2 separate regions of the Sus scrofa genome follow, and region 2 is linked to region 1. The links are chromatin contacts, called in public Hi-C maps. All regions are on one chromosome and are shown on one strand. The core of a region is the stretch at or near the end of the contact, and the rest is flanking DNA. Distances in the headings are between cores, read along the strand shown. Region 1 overlaps LOC102164628 (a long non-coding RNA gene). Region 2 holds the start of NUP107 (nuclear pore complex protein Nup107).

What was found. A called contact is a pair of places that touch in the nucleus more often than the background predicts.
Region 2: a contact with region 1 is called in a Hi-C map of retroperitoneal adipose tissue, with 1.5 times the contacts expected there. The contact joins the promoter of NUP107 here to the enhancer-like site in region 1. A contact is called at or near these places in 2 of 5 promoter capture datasets (fetal skeletal muscle and liver), 8 of 47 Hi-C or Micro-C datasets (blood, brain, embryonic fibroblasts and 5 more) and 2 of 2 datasets of contacts at active chromatin or transcription factors (alveolar macrophages and skeletal muscle).

What each region holds. Positions count from the first base shown.
Region 1 is chr5:32,701,719-32,706,447 of Sscrofa11.1, reverse strand. All of the region lies in intron 2 of LOC102164628 (a long non-coding RNA gene), which reads right to left. Among named protein-coding and RNA genes, the nearest start is that of MDM1, 30 kb to the right of the region's middle. Within about 2 kb of position 2,952, at least 2 of the 83 cell types and tissues checked have an H3K27ac peak or open chromatin away from gene starts, as enhancers often do. A contact at or near this core is called in omental adipose tissue and retroperitoneal adipose tissue, where this site is marked.
Region 2 is chr5:32,986,734-32,991,872 of Sscrofa11.1, reverse strand. NUP107 (nuclear pore complex protein Nup107) reads right to left here and starts at 2,212. Exons shown (of 28, transcript XM_021091969.1): 1 at 1,971-2,212. The coding sequence starts at 1,978.

The DNA of each region.
Region 1 (4,729 bases), core at 1,703-4,202:
GATTGCTTTGGCAATTCTTGGTCTTTTATAGTTCCATATACATTTTTGGATTATTTGTTCTATTTCTGTGAAAAATGTTATGGGTAATTTGATAGGGATCACATTAAATCTGTAGATGCTTTGGGGTAGTATGGCCATTTTAACAATATTAATTTTTCCAATCCAAGAGTGTGAGATATCTTTCCATTTCTTTGAATCCTCTTTAAATTCCTTGATTAATGTTTTATAGTTCTTAGCATGCAAGTTCTTCACCTCCTTGGTCAGGTTTATTTCTAGGTATTTAATTTTTTTGGGTGCAATTTTAAAAGGTATTGTTTTTTATATTCCTTTTCTAATATTTTATTGTTAGTATACAGAAATCCAACCAATTTCTGAATGTTATTCTTGTATCCTGCTACTTTGCTGAATTTATGTTTTTCTCTTTAAATTATGAAATAATACATGTCATTGTAAAGCATTTAACTAATGCAGATGTATATAAAGTAAAGCTGGTCTTTCCCTTGCTCCCACAAACTTCACTTCTACTCCCCAATAGTTTGGGGTATATTTTCCAGAGCTTTGTTTATTCAATTGTGAACATTAATAAGAGTTCCATAATATAGACCCAAACATATAATTTTGAAAATGTGATTATACTACACAAATTCTGCAACCTGTTTTAAATTTTAAATGCATTATCTCTTTGCTTCTTGGTAGGTAGTTTACTTTGATGTATGCCTTATTAAAAACAAACAATTTTTGAGCCAAAGACTACCAGATTCATTCACTTAACTATTATTTGTTACCTACCGACTATGTATCAGATACTGTTCAAGGTGTGGGAAGTAAATGAAATGATAAAGATCTTTGCCCTTGTGGAACTGATCTTTTCGTGGAGGGAGACAGACAATGCACAAATATAATACATGGTATGCCAGACATTGCTAGCAGTGCATGCTGGGACTTTGCAAGATTATGACATGCCTCAATGAAAAAGTGATGTTTGAGCTGAGATCTGGAAGCAGGTGTGGTAACGCCAGGTGGATATCTGGAGGAAAGGTATCCCAGGAAAAAGGAAGAGAAGATTCCAGAACCCTGAGGAAGAAGGTGACTGGCTTGCTCAGGCAGTAAAGAGGCAAGTGTGGCTGGGGAATGGTGAAGGCAGAAGAATGGAGGAGTAATTATAAAGAACTGTAAGGGTCTTGTAGGCCAGTGGGAGGCCTTGGGCTTTTACTCTGAGTGGGACAAGATGTCACCGGGGGCTTCACACAGAGTACTGTCATGATCTGATGTAGGTTAAAACATGATCCTTTCAGCTGCTGTTGAGAGGAGATTCCAGGGAACAAAGGCAGAAGCAGGGAGACCAGTGAGGAAGCTACTGTAACAATGCCAAGGTGTGAAGATGAGCTTTGGGTCAGAGTGCTGACAGTGGAAATGGTGGCCTTGTTGGATTCTGGGTACATTTCCAAGGTAGGGGCAACAGGATTTGCTGATGGATCAGGTGTAGGATATGAGACAAAATGCAAAATAGAAGATGCCCAATAAGGACAAAGCAACACATGGAGTGTTCCTAATGAGAAACTGACTAGTCAGTACAAGAAATGAAAACAATATGATGACAGAGCAGACTGAAACATGGAGCCCTGGAGGAGCATTATGGATCCCTTTTCCTTTACCTTTTGCCTCTATGATATCATGTGCTATGCCATGTATGTGCCTTGTCCACACTGGCACTTCCCAACCCTTACCATGAGACTCCCAAAGGTAGATGAGAGTAACCAATTATTCCCAGCTGTCTGGGCCAGAGCACTACAAGCAAGGCATTGCATTGATGCCTTATATTTTTAAAAGAATGTCAATGTTGGATTCCACTCCAACATAAATGTGTTTCTTTCAATATATTCATTACCTAGAATCAAGTGAAATAGCTGGTCTTATATTGTGGGTCCCTGACATATACCAAGAATTCCTAGGGAGACATATAAGGTTTTAAGATGCTTGGGCCCATGCCCTTCCAAGTGTATGCCCAGAGGGGCCATCTCCTAAGAAGTGCTCACTTATTCACTAACTGGCTGGTCCCAGAAGCACCTCCATGCTCTCAGAACCATGCTGTATACCTGTGCTGAGAAGAGCAGATAACAGGGTCAAGCACACCACTCAGGGTTCTTCTCCTCAGCTTGGATTTTCCATTTCTATCCCCAGAGAGCAGGCCCTTCCTTACAAATGGAAATATACCTTCCTTCCTTTCTTTTAACTTACAACACTCTAACCACCCTTGGCTTTTTAACCCCTTTAAAGTCTTCCTCAAATTTCACATTCTTTTCACAATGTCTTAGGTTACCATCAAAGTGATAACTCATTCCAGTTAACCCTTAGAGTGTTTGTTTCTATGGGGAGGTATTATACACACTGGGAAGAGCAAAGTTTTGCAGTCAGAAGAGCAGAGCTTTGAACTCCAGTTTACTGAAGTTTTAATGCAGGTGCAGCCATCATCTATCTGTGTGATTTTAGGCAACTTTCTTCATCATAAGTCTATAAAAATGGAGTTAAAAGCAGGGCTGGCAGGATGATCAAGTGAACAGCACAATGTACAGGCATTTGATAAATGATAGCTCCCTTTCCCCTTTCACCTCTTAATTTGTCACTTTTAATTATCTACCTTTTACAGTTCTACTTTTTGAATTGTTGCATGTTCTATCTCTTAAACTAGACAATAAACTCTTATAGGTTATAAACCACATCTTATATTTCTTGACATCCCCAAAGCATCCACCACAGTGCCTTGAACATGGGGGATGATTAATAAATGTCTGCTGATAGACTGATTGATGGTTTCTTGGCAAGGTTAAAGCTGAAGGACTCACTGCTCTCTGGAGTCAAGTACATAGCAAAGAGCTTCAAAAAGAAAATGAGCCTCAGCATTCATGGAGGAAGGTCACTGCTTAGTTCTCCAGGAGACATGCTGCTGACGGATGAGGAGGATGCTGGATGGCTCTGCAGAGTGGGCTGCAGATCCTGCTGGCCACTACAGAGCAGTTACCCAGCCACACGGGGAGATCCTGATCATCCCACCATGACCAAATTCATTTAGCAAAGCATTTCAACAGGCTATCACTGTGGCACATGGATTGATTGACTGCACAGCTGTTATTGTGTGCTTACAAGGGAAATTAAGAGTAATTAAAGGGCTGGGGATCAATATCAGTACTATGTTGCAGTGAATGACTTAATTTTCTTTCTGTATTAAGAGGGAAGTGCAAAGATGTCACATAGAATAGATGGATCAGAGTTAGACATGAGTTAATAAATTTCTTGGTTTATATAAAAGTTTTCATTTTTAATTTCTGTTTACTTTTGGAAAAGGTGATGAATGCAAGCATATGGTAAGTCAATACAAAAAGGCATAAAATGGTTGCTCCCCAGAAGTAAGCACCATTGCTAGTGTCTTGAGTGTTCTTCCAGAAATGATGCTGTCTCTGTGTGTGTGTGTATGTGTGTGTGAGAGAGAGAGAGAGAGGGAGAGAGAGGGAGGGAGAGAGAGGGAGAGAGAGGGAGAAAGAGTCTCTTAGCTAGACAGAGTTTTAAGAATCCAAGAACTTCCTGCAGGTCTACTATGTCTCTTTGGTTCATCCCTATATTTCTGGTGGCTAGCACAGAGAGCAGCTCATAACAGTCCAAAATTCATGGTTGATAGTTATGTTTTCATTGACTAACTAGATCTATTTTAATCAGTGACTAACTAGATCTGTTTTAGCAGTTTTTAAAATGATTTGCACTAGCTTGGTACATCTTTATTGTGAATTAACAAAAGACATACAATTTTACATGTCTAGAGAATAGAGCATCTTAATTAATTCTAATGTATTGGGACAATAATTTAAAACCACTGATGCAGAAACTGCTTGTTTGAATATTCTCCACTGACTGGAGGAGCTCTTTGGAAAATATACACCACCTGAGTTTAAATAAGGATTGGCTAATAAGAAAAAAGAAGATTAAAGAATATGTCAGAACACACTAGCAAATTAGGTGTGGCTATAGAACTTATTACTTTAGGAAGACTTATATACTTTTTAAATTGCCTCTGAGTTCATAAACCACATATTTCTGGGGCTGCTGATACATATATTATTGTTAATGCCACTACTACCTTTATTACTATTTATTTAGAAAATAGTATATACCAACACCATAGAAGTATTTTAGACATGCTATCTCATTTAACTGCATAGCAACATTATCGGGTAGATGCTATTATCATCTGCATGTTATAGATGGGGAAACTGAGGCGCAAAATGATCTCACAACTGGCTTATAGTAACAAAGCTAATAAAATAGTGGAATGGAGATTTGGGCCCAGCCTGATTCAGAGCACATACCTCTAATCAATACTTCAAAGTCACATCTCCTTTCTGACCAGAAATGAAGCATTATTATCGATCAACCTTCCTATTTGCTAGATTTAGCTCCAAATGATGTTTGGTTCTACCAACAAATGAAATCCATGTTCAGAAAGAATGATGTTTCATAGCACTCTGGCTTTTAAAAAAATATGTGTCAGTTGCTAAAATCAATTCAAAAAGAGGAACCCCCAAAATGTTTGCATCATTAAAATGAGTGGTCAGCTTCCTAAGTTTTCTACCCATTTATGTGTATATTCATGAGTGTTTTGTTTTTTTTTTTTTAATCTGTCCTTATATTCATGGTCACAGCTCATATATTTAGTTTATTTAAATGACATGGAATTTGG
Region 2 (5,139 bases), core at 963-3,462, 290 kb before region 1:
CATAATCAAGTTCATGTGAATGAAATGAGAATGTAGTATTTGCAAAAACACATTATCGTCATGATTGGAGCAAAAGACCCTGAGTCAGTCAAGGTGTAGATCACCTCAGTAGCCAAGTCTTTGATTTTTTTTTTCTTTTTGGTCAGGCCTGGGACATGTGGAAGTTCCCAAGATAGGGATCAAACTCGTGCCAAAACAGAAACAATGCTGGATCTTCAATGCACTGCCCCACAAGACAATTCTCAAGTCTTTGATATTTGTGTTGACAATACCCTTCTGGCTCCAAATCCTGCTTATCCTTCAGAGTCCTGCTCATATTTTACTTGTAAAAAGACTTCTTTGACTTTCTAGCACTTGTTATTTTCTCCTACGGAATTATTAACACTTGGAATCTAATCTAGATTATAACACTGTTTTAGATAATTGCGATCGTCGTACAACTATAAATGTAAAATAATTCATTGAGTAGTAAAAAATAAATTAGCAATAAAATATCTAAAACAGTGATCAAAACTTTAAAAAAAAAGATAATTGCTTCATGAAGGTAAATCTTTTTTTTTTCTTTTTTTTTTTTAGGTAAATCTTTTCTTATTGGCTTGAGGAGGTCCCTAAAATTGAAGGAACTATCTCTTAAAGGGATTTTCTGTTGTCTCTAGAATACTCCAAACCATGGGTACAACTATTTGAGCTGGTGACTTGGGAGGCTAAGTGAAAAAGAATTCTAGTAAAGTGGAGAGAATGACCCTTCGAGTTATTTCTCCCCAGAGTACACTAAGAGTACAGCGCTACTGTAGTCACAACGCCCCTGTCATTCTCCACCCAAAGTCTAAAAATATTGTGCGAATTATGAGACCTGTATCTTAAGACTCTAATATGCATTTCCTCTACTTAAAATCTTCAGATAGCTATCTGTGGCCTACAGAATCAAATTCAAACTTTCAAGCACAGTTTTTACAATTTGATTCCAGCTTACCAGTTCAGGCTTATATTCAGCCACAAACATCACTCCCATACAAAGCTACAGTGAATGTGACCATTCAACTATCCTTTCATATCCTTACACTTTTGTACGTATTATTTCTCTTACAGAGGCCTACATTTGTCTCCTTGGTCTACCTGGTGAATATTTACTTATCAAACAGCCTCCTGGAGTCTGGACACACACAGATCTAGGTTGGTGTCTTGGTTCTCTTATCTGTTAGCTTCCTAACTTTGACCAAGTTCCTTAACCTCTTTTAGCCCCAGTGCTACCTATGAAAAGAGGATCGCAGTAACTATCCTCATAGGATTGTTAGGGAGATTAGCTAATAAAACATTTAAAGCGTACTCATTGTAGGCTAATGTTATTCAAAGACCAACTAGAAAGTTATCTCCTTTGAGAGGTCTTCCGCATACCTTCCAGGACAGGGAGACTTCCGTGCTCCCTCATTTCTCTTCCCAAAGAGCAGTACCAAAAACACCACTTTGTACCGCTCGGTTGTCTCCTCCACTACGCATTCTCCAAGGCCAAAAAGCTTAAATAACTCATCTTTGTCGCAGGTGCCTAGCATAGAGCCAGTGTCACAGAAAGAACTCAATACAGTTAACTATGTGATGCTGCAACTTGTAATGAGAAGGTCTGGGCTGAGATCCCAGTTCCGTCACTGACTGGCTTTGTGATCTCCGGCAGGTAATAGCATCTCGAAGGCCGGGCCACCTCCTACCCCGCCCACCCCAGGAGGGAAAACTGTTGCGCGAAAGTGAACAGATGGTGGAGTCAAGCGGAAACGCAGGGGATTATCATTATCCTTATCCCTCCCAGACCTAGGCAGCCTTTCTTCCATCAGCTGTAGTCCCCCAGCCCAGAAAAGAAGTCCCGGGTCAGCATCCGGGCCTTCCTCGGTTTCCTCCGGGAGTCGGGTTTCACCCATTTCGTTCCTCCAACGGGGAGAGACAAGTGTCCGAGCCCAGCCGTCATCACCAGAACTAACCTGTCCATGGCCACGGCCTTTTCCAACGAGAAGCTTATAAACTCAGATCCAACCTAGCCGCCGCGTTTCGGCCTTCCCGCTCTCCGGAAGCAAACCCTTTGACCCGGAAGCATAGCCTCGCTAAGCCGCTGTAGGAAAAGAGTTGAGTAGCGGGCGGGGAGAAAAAAAAAAAAAACAAAAAACCAGCTCTCCCCTTTGGCGCATGCGCAATTTCTTTTTGCCAGGGGCAGGCGGTTCGGTTTGCGCAGGCGCAAAGGTGTATCTTGTGGTCGACCCAGCCGGGCTCAGCCGGGCAGGGCCAGGGGCGGGGCAGGAGGCGGGACCTGACCGGGTTTAGTGGCGCTGCTCGGCCGCCCCTTTGCCTGATTGGCATTTGTGGGCGTGGTCCAGAAGTAGGGTTCTCCTACTGGGATACTTGACTTGTATTGATAGTTCAGAAAAACGTGAAGTCATTTCCTGGTATTCTCTACGAGAAACAGCCCAGATTTGGAATTGAGATGTGCAGGCTCTGCTCTACACCTCGGGGGTCCGTGTCTCTCTCTTCTTGTACTCATTTTGTTTGAACTGTAGTGTAAACCCCCTACAGGTTTTGAAATTGTTTTCTACAATGGCTATTTGTTCTTCACTTGCTATTTTTCCCCATTAAAGAAAAAAGAATCACTTGTCTTAAAAAGCATGAAAGATGATGGTATTGCCTTCTATTTCAAAGTGCCGGATAGGCAAAAGGTAATATATTCTGGCCCTGAATCAGTGGAAGTTTGGCGAAAGGCATTTACATTATGCTCTAATCCTGGGAAACGTAGTTCCCAGGAAGACGTCTTCATACCTAATTCCCGCTGAGACGACGTGGGGTTTTAAGAAAACGTGGCTTTGGGCTCCAGCTAGGCTCAGAACCCCTGAGCCGCATATTTCTCATCTGTGGAAAGGAGATAACGCCTTTATCACTGAGTTCTTGGGAGGATTAAGAAGCGATGTCCAATGTGCATTGCATACAGCACTCATCGAAATGTTAATTTTCTCCTCTTCCAATAACAGCTTGATCCCCCCCACCAAGTGCTCTCTTGTTTTTTTTCCATCTATGAATTTCCTTGTACAAAAGAGCATTTGTTCTTTTATGGAAACTGAAATGTGGTCTTAATGGTTTTTGGTCAGGGCCAGAGGCAGGTTTATTCAAACTATGAACCAGTGTTTCAGGTTCTTGCTTTGTGTCCTCTGGCAAATGAATTCCAATGTTTGTTTGTGTGTTTAATTTTTAGTTGATTTACAACGTGCCAATCTCTACTATGCAGCAAAGTGACCCAGTCATACATACATATATATTCTTTTTCTTATATTAATCTTCCATCATGGTCTATCCCAAGAGATTGGATATAGTTCCCTGAGTTATACAGTAGGATCTCATCCAATATGTTTTATTCATATAATATACTTGAAGTGTGTAAGGCACACAATAAAAGGGAAGAGCAGTTTGGGGCATTAACTCGGTGTTTAATTCAAGTGAAAAGAGAGAATACTTGTGGAAAAGTGCGCTGAGGTTCATTTTGACATGATTACCAAGCATAAACACCTTACTACCCTTAAATGTATCAAGATATATTCATTTTATTGCCTTAGAATTATGTGCAATGAATTCCTTGTGTGATGCATATCATACACATTCTAGCTTTAATATTAGGGTTCTTCTTTTCAGTGACAGAAATTCACTAGGGCTAACTTAAGCAAAGGGAAATTGACTAGAAGCCCATCACTGAGCTCATGGAATTAAGAAGCTGGTGGGAAAAGCTTGGGAAAGCAGACTTGTTCAGGAACTAAAGACCGGGGATTTAGCCATCCCCAAAGCACTCAGACTTGAACTACTGGATTTGGAGGAACTTTTCCTCTCCCTCACCCCTAACAGCTGAGGAAATCAAACATCATTATGTTTTTCCTCCTCCACGACATTTATTTTTATTTATTTAACCTCTTTTTAGGACCGCGCCTGCGGCATATGTAACTTCCCAGGCTACGGATAGAATCAGAGCTACCCCTGCCAACCTATGCCACAGCCACAGCAATGCCAGATCCAAGCCGCATCTGCTCAGGGCAACACCGGATGGATCCTTATCCCACTGATCGAGGCCAGGGATTGAACCTGTGTCCTCATAGATACTAGTCAGGTTCTTACCACTGAGCCGCGACAGAAGTCTTCCACTCCTTTTTTTTTTTTTTTTTTTTTTTTTTTTTTGCCTTTTCTAGGGCCGCTCCTGCGGCATATGGAGGTTCCCAGGCAGGAGTCTAATCGGAGCCGTAGCCACCGGCCTATGCCAGAGCCACAGCAACGCGGGATCCAAGCTGCATCTGCAACCTACACCACAGCTCACGGCAATGCCGAATCCTTAACCCAGTGAAGGAGGCCAGGGATCAAACCTGCGTCCTCATGGAGCCTAGTCGGGTTTGTTAACTGCTGAGCCACGATGGAAACTCCTTATAGTAAACATTTTAAAAAACATTTCAGGAAGCAGGTTTTTTTGTTTTGTTTTGTTTTGTTTTTTAACGTCCCTTCTCAGTCACACTTCTGTTTGGTATATTATAAATAGCTGGTTAGCGGTTTTCTTAGTATAGATCCAGCAGATGTAACTATGACAGAAAGATAAGAAAATAGAGGCAAATGGAGAAAATTAAAGAATTCTATGATCCCATTAACTATATCTGACCACAACCACATGAGAGACTGTCATCAAAAATCATCTGAGGAGTTCCCGTCGTGGCGCAGTGGTTAACGAATCCAACTAGGAACCATGAGGTTGCGGGTTCGGTCCCTGCCCTTGCTCAGTGGGTTAACGATCCGGCGTTGCCATGAGCTGTGGTGTAGGTTGCAGATGCGGCTCGGATCCCACGTTGCTGTGGCTCTGGCGTAGGCCGGTGGCTACAGCTCAGATTCAACCCCTAGCCTGGGAACCTCCATATGCCGAGGGAGCGGCCCAAGAACCAAGAGACAGCAACAATAACAACAACAAAAAGACAAAAAAAGACAAAAAAAAAAAAAAAATCATCTGAGGAGTTCTCGTCACGGCACAGCGGAAATTAATCCGATTAGGAACCATGAGGTTGCAGGTTCAATCCCTAGCCTCACTCAGTGGGTTAAGGATCTGGCGTTGCTGTAGCTGTGGTATAGGCTGGCAGCTGTAGC